2 separate regions of the Mus musculus genome follow, and region 1 is linked to region 2. The links are chromatin contacts, called in public HiChIP or PLAC-seq maps. All regions are on one chromosome and are shown on one strand. The core of a region is the stretch at or near the end of the contact, and the rest is flanking DNA. Distances in the headings are between cores, read along the strand shown.

What was found. HiChIP or PLAC-seq counts read pairs in DNA pulled down with a chosen protein or histone mark.
Region 1: an H3K4me3 HiChIP or PLAC-seq map of embryonic limb bud shows a contact between it and region 2, with 3 times the contacts expected there. The contact joins the enhancer-like site here to the promoter of Ephb3 in region 2. A contact is called at or near these places in 1 of 39 promoter capture datasets (embryonic stem cells), 13 of 484 Hi-C or Micro-C datasets (8-cell embryo, cerebral cortex, embryonic heart and 10 more), 18 of 115 datasets of contacts at active chromatin or transcription factors (the NIH/3T3 cell line, craniofacial prominence, embryonic hindbrain and 9 more) and 2 of 9 other capture datasets (adipose tissue and pancreatic islet).

Annotation. Positions count from the first base shown.
Region 1 is chr16:21,273,145-21,275,947 of GRCm38.p6, reverse strand. The region is part of intron 3 of Gm16863 (predicted gene, 16863); the gene reads left to right. Among named protein-coding and RNA genes, the nearest start is that of Mir7680, 18 kb to the right of the region's middle. Within about 2 kb of position 1,512, at least 43 of the 459 cell types and tissues checked have an H3K27ac peak or open chromatin away from gene starts, as enhancers often do. A contact at or near this core is called in cerebral cortex, craniofacial prominence, embryonic limb bud and 2 more, where this site is marked.
Region 2 is chr16:21,203,360-21,206,059 of GRCm38.p6, reverse strand. It overlaps Ephb3 (Eph receptor B3), which reads right to left and starts at 1,265. Exons shown (of 16, transcript NM_010143.1): 1 at 797-1,265. The coding sequence starts at 890.

The DNA.
Region 1 (2,803 bases), core at 263-2,762, 70 kb before region 2:
CACATGGTGACTCCCTATGTTTAATTTAAATCTCAACTGTCTTAGTCAGGGTTTCTATTCCTGGACAAAGCATTATGACCAAGAAGCAAGTTGGGGAGGAAAGGGTTTATTCGGCTTACATTTCCATACTGCTGTTGATCACCCAAGGATGCAGGACTGGAACTCAGGCAGGTCAGGAAGTAGGAGCTGGTGCAGAGGCCACGGAGGGATGTTCTTTACTGGCTTGCTTCTCCTGGCTTGCTCAGCCTGCTCTCTTATAGAACCCAAGACTACCAGCCCAGAGATGGTCCCACCCACAAGGGGCCTTTCCCCCTTGATCACTAATTGAGAAAATGCCTTACAGTTGGATCTCATGGAGGCATTTCCTCAACTGAAGCTCCTTTCTCTGTGATAACTCCAGCTGTGCCAAGTTGACACAAAACTAGCCAGTACATCAACTAAAGAGAGATCTTTGTATCCAGTGCGCCTCACATGGAGCCTGACACATAGTAGGCATTCAGCAAATGTTCTCACATGGAACCTGACACACAGTAGGCATTCAGCAAATGTCCTCCCATGGAGCCTGACACACAGGAGGCACTCAGCAAATGTCCTCACATGGAGCCTGACACACAGTAGGCATTCAGCAAATGCCCTCACATGGAGCCTGACATACAGTAGGCATTCAGCAAATGTCCTCACATGGAGCCTGACACACAGGAGGCACTCAGTGAATGTCCACTGTCTGGGATATAGAATCCAGACACAGATGCTTCCAACTGGAGAAGCACTCTCTTCTTGAACCTTCACCACTTTGAAACTTTGCCTCCTTTCAAAGGCCTGATAGTAGTGGCACAGGTGTATGAAGAACACTGGCTGTGAAGCACTAGGTTCAAGGTTTCTGTCTGTTTGGGTTTTGTTTTAATTGCTTATGGAGCTGGAGAGGTGGTTCCTCCTTGAAGGGTACTGACGGCTCATGGCTTCCAACTGTATGTAACTCCAGTTCAGGAGATCTTATGTCCCCTTGGTCACCAGACATGAACATGGTGTACAGACATACATGCAAGCAAAACATTCATACTCCTAAACTAAAAACAAATAAATCTTTTAGATGCTCTGATTGTATCTCTACAGTGGTGCAGTCTGTGCTTTTGTGACACTCATCAGCTGTCCTGGTGTCCCATCACCGGACAGAATCTACACACGCAGCCATCTGGACTTTTAAGGGGTTGGTTGATCGATTTCTATCATTTTTGAGACAGGGTCTCAAGCCCAGGCTGGCCTGGGGCTCTGCTTCAGGAGCTCTGCTGCTGGAGTCATCAGGACAATGTGTGCCACAGCTCAAATTCCAGCTTTGCCTTTTAGCCGTGCGACTTTGGGAGAGTCACTTTAGTGGATGGCTTTCAGCTTTCTCTTTTGTTATAAGGAATGGAGATGCTAACTTAGGCCCTTGTGAGGATGGATTGAGAGAGTAAACAGAGCAAGGGCAGGCAGGTGCTGGACACATGGCAGGTGTCCACAGCTTGTTTAGTGTGCAAATGACAGAATAGGAGCTGGCTGGGGGAGCGTTGCAATTAGGAGAGGCAGGGGGCAGGCAGGGGCTGTGTGCCTGGCTGCTGCGGGGCCCTCCTGGTCATAGTAACTGCTGTCAGCAAATGTTTCCCAGACAGGAATCCCCTTCAGGGCTCCCTTCCCCACCCTACTGCATTTGTTGACTCAAAACCTTCCCACTGCCAATTTAGCCTGCAGTAAGGAAGGGGGTGGGGGTGGGGAGAGGAGAGAGGTGTGGGAGGGGGTGGAACACCACAGAAAGGGGTCTTTGTCTGAGTGTTGTGTGGCATTTCAGACTCAGGAGTGTGTGTGTGTGTGTGTGTGTGTGTGTGTGTGTGTTTTAATCTCCTAAACAGTTGAGTGGGCCAGGCATGAAGTAAGGGGCACCTAGGCCACACAGCAGGACCTTCTAATGGGCTCTCTGTGTTGGGAGATATGACAATGAGCTGGGTTAGTGAGCTTAGCTTTTAGATCTATATTCTATAGGACCTCTGTCCTTGTAGAGGGCAGGGCCACCAATGCTCCTCTCTCCGCCGAGGCTAGAGTTTCCTATTAGGAAGCTCTTCTGCAGCCAATAGCCACTGGGCTTCAAAAGTGTGGGTCTCCCTCTGTGTGTTCTACCTTCAGGTCCCTGTCCTAGGCCTCCTGGTGGCTACTGTGGCTACCCTTGGGGCAACCCTGGATCCTGCAGGGTTAAGCTTTTGAGGGAGGCACCCATTTTACTCATTTAAGGCTGAAGTTCTGAAGGACATCTGTCTTGATAAAGCAATGATCTTTCTGCTTATCCCAGATTTCTCAAGTCACATCTGGGAGAGTTCTTGTTTTTCTAAAAGAATACTTAGTTATATAGGTACCCCCCCAACAGTTTCATGTAGGCCTCCCCCCACTCCTCGACAGTATCATTTAGGTGCCCCCAACAGTTTCAGTTTCACATGGGCCAGGCTGCCCTAGAACCCTTACATAGATGAAAATGACATTGAACTCCTGATTTTCTGGCCTCTACCTCTTGAGTACTGAGGTTATAGGTGCCTACCTGGCCTGGCAAGCATTCGTTTTTCTTAAAGGTACTTATGTAGAACTCTCTTTCAACATAATTTGACACTATCAGAAAAGATAGGGGAATACCACAGACATGAAGAAACACATCAACAGCAGACCTTGTAGCCTCCTTCCTACAAATGGAGCCTAGTGCCAGGCACAATAATGCCTGCTCACCATTTGACTTTGTCGTGCTTTTCTGAGGTAGGGTCTCAAGATGAATGGCCTGAAGCTG
Region 2 (2,700 bases), core at 16-2,515:
GTCAAGTGGCGTAAGTGTGAGCTCTCTTGTCTGGGCCAGCCACACTCGGGCTGTTTGTTTGTCCAAGTTCAATTTCTTCCCAGTAGCAGTCTTAGTAGGTTTCACTGAGCCCACAGACAAGGCTGACCTTTTCCCGCCGCTGATGACTAGTAGCCACTCGGCTCAGGTGCTCCCCGGGTAAATCCCTGTTGGTGAGGGTTCAATGGAAACCTAAGCCCTCCAAAGGTCCTGCTGGAGGTGGGGGTGGGGTGGGTCCGAGAAGGTTTACAACAGACACACACACACCTCTTGTGTTGCTGGCACTTGAAAAACCATAAACAATGACAGGCCCCCCTGCCTCTCCACCCCCGCAGCCATCCCCTGACAAAGCGGGGTGCACACAATCACGCTTACTGTTAACTACAACGGGTTCCCAACCAGTGCAGCCCCCAACCCGAGGAGCTTCGCTTCACCCGCCCAAGCGCCCAGTCCCGCAGCCCCCCCGCCTTGATGCTGAGTCGCCCACATTTCCTCGCCTTCCAGAGGTGCGAACCCCCGAGGGTCTCGTTCCTCTGCTTTGACTGTAGGCTATCCCTTCCAAATGGAAAGAAGAAAAAAAAAAAAACCCGAAAAACAAAAAACAACCCACGGCCGAACTGCTGCTTTCGGGAGTCGGTGCTGAGTCCTGATGCTAGCAGTTTCCCCAAAGAGGGCTGCGGAGCCGGCTCGAGCCTAGAGTCTCCTTGGACGTGTGCTCAGCCCACGGCCCCACACTGCGGGGCTCCCCGGTAGCGCGCGGGACCCCGACGCCGCTCACCTTCCAGCGCCCAGCAGCCGGCGGGAAGCAGCAGCGGCAGCAGCAGCGGAGCGAGCAGCGGCAGAAGCCCCGGCGGCGGGCGGGCTCCGGCCATAGCCCGGGGCGCTCGGTTGGGGGGCCGAGCCGGGCCGCGCCGGCGGGGCTGGGGACGCCCGAGGAAGAAGGCTCGCGCACAGTCCAAGAGATCCCGTCAGGGAGGGGGAGCAAAGCAGACGGGCTGCTCTGTAACCGAGGTGTCGCCCAACCCGGGACTCCGGGTAGATGCCGGCAGGTCGTTCCCGCGGGAATCTGGACGGACCGGTCCAGGAGGATCCGGGGCGCTGGGTGGCTTGATGCCCAATGACTCGGGAAGCGGAGGGCGCAGGTGGTCGCAGGTTCTCGGGGCACAGTCCACTGAGGCCGAGCTCAGATCCCGGGATCCTTGTGCGCTCGCCGTCCGGGGTAGGAGCCGGTATCTGGCTGCGCCGCTCACGTACTCACTTCTGCTGGTCCTCGCGGTGGAGCGGCCGCTCTGGGCGAGAGGGGCAGGGCTACCTGCCTGCCCGTCAACACTCAGGCCACGCCCCCAGAGGCCGGCCGCCCACTCACAGACCGCCCAGCCAGCTGGTTCTGCTGCGAGAGCACTCTGCTGGAGTTCAGTTGGCCGCTCTTCCACCGAGCCCACCCTCGGCGTCCTGGGGCTTGCAGCAGGAGGAGCCATTGAAAAGATGAATTAGACTGGGCGGAGCCACACTGTCAGTCAATCGGGTAACCCCGCCCCTCTCTCCTATTGGCGATTAGTAACCAGCTCCAGTCCTAGACGGTGATAACCAGATAGAACGAGCTGGGGGCGCCCCCCTGTGGTTAGCAGACCCATGGGATTCTGTCAAGAGGCTTTTTTTCTTCCAAGCACATCCAGACCCAGGACAGGCCTTAGCGAGTAGGGAAAGGAATGTGGGGCGTGGGAATTACCCACCCCGGCAGAGCCCGCTTCAAGGGACGCTCAAGGGTTTATTTATTCGTCTATTCGATTGTGATAATTTATTAGAAAATATTTTTTGGGCACCCACAATGTTTCAAAGTGGCTAGAGCAGAGAAGCGTTTATTATCCCGGAGCCATGTGTTAACTGGTGGAGGTGGGTTTAAAACTCACAGCGGGGCTAACAAGCATTCCTGCCGGGAAAGAACCTACCTTTTCGAAGCACAATGTTAGGTCTAAGGAAACGGGATCTAAGTGACAGTATACAAGATGGATGAGTAATAGTGTATTGAGGATGGGAGGCAGTGCTCCGGGCAGAGAACATACACTTTTGTGTTAAGACCTAGAATCGAAGAAAAAAAATGTTCAGAATAAAGTTCAGAATCGCTTGAGTGCAGAGTTAGAGCGGAGAGAGGGTGAACCGGCTGAGGAGAAGTAGATGAGGAGGGGCCCGGAGGATACGATTTTGGACTCACAATGTAGCCTTTCTCTTGAAACAGGGGGACATTACATTATCAGATTGGCATGTCTGTCCTGGGAGGATGACAGGCAGAGACAGTGGTGGAATCCTGGGGGCTAGTGAAGGGGCCATGTAGTGGAAGGGAGGGTGGTGGCTTAGACCATGACTAGAAGGAAGAGCCAACAAGTTAAGTTTGAAGTGTATTTGTGCCTAGGTGAATGAGAGAGGTGCCGGGGTCGGAAACATCAAAGAGAGCCTCTAGGTTACTGTGATGGACTTCTGCCGGTTCACTTTTAGAACATTTACAAGGTGTAATAAACACCCTGAAACAATACCTCACACTTATTCAGGGTAGGTGTTATTATAGCCTCATTTTACAGACAAAACTGAAGAAAGAAAGTAAAAGAAAATACATAGACAAACTGGCGTGTACAAAGGCTTGGCAGCTTGCCCCAAGTTACAGGAGCTGAACCCAGGACAGTGTAG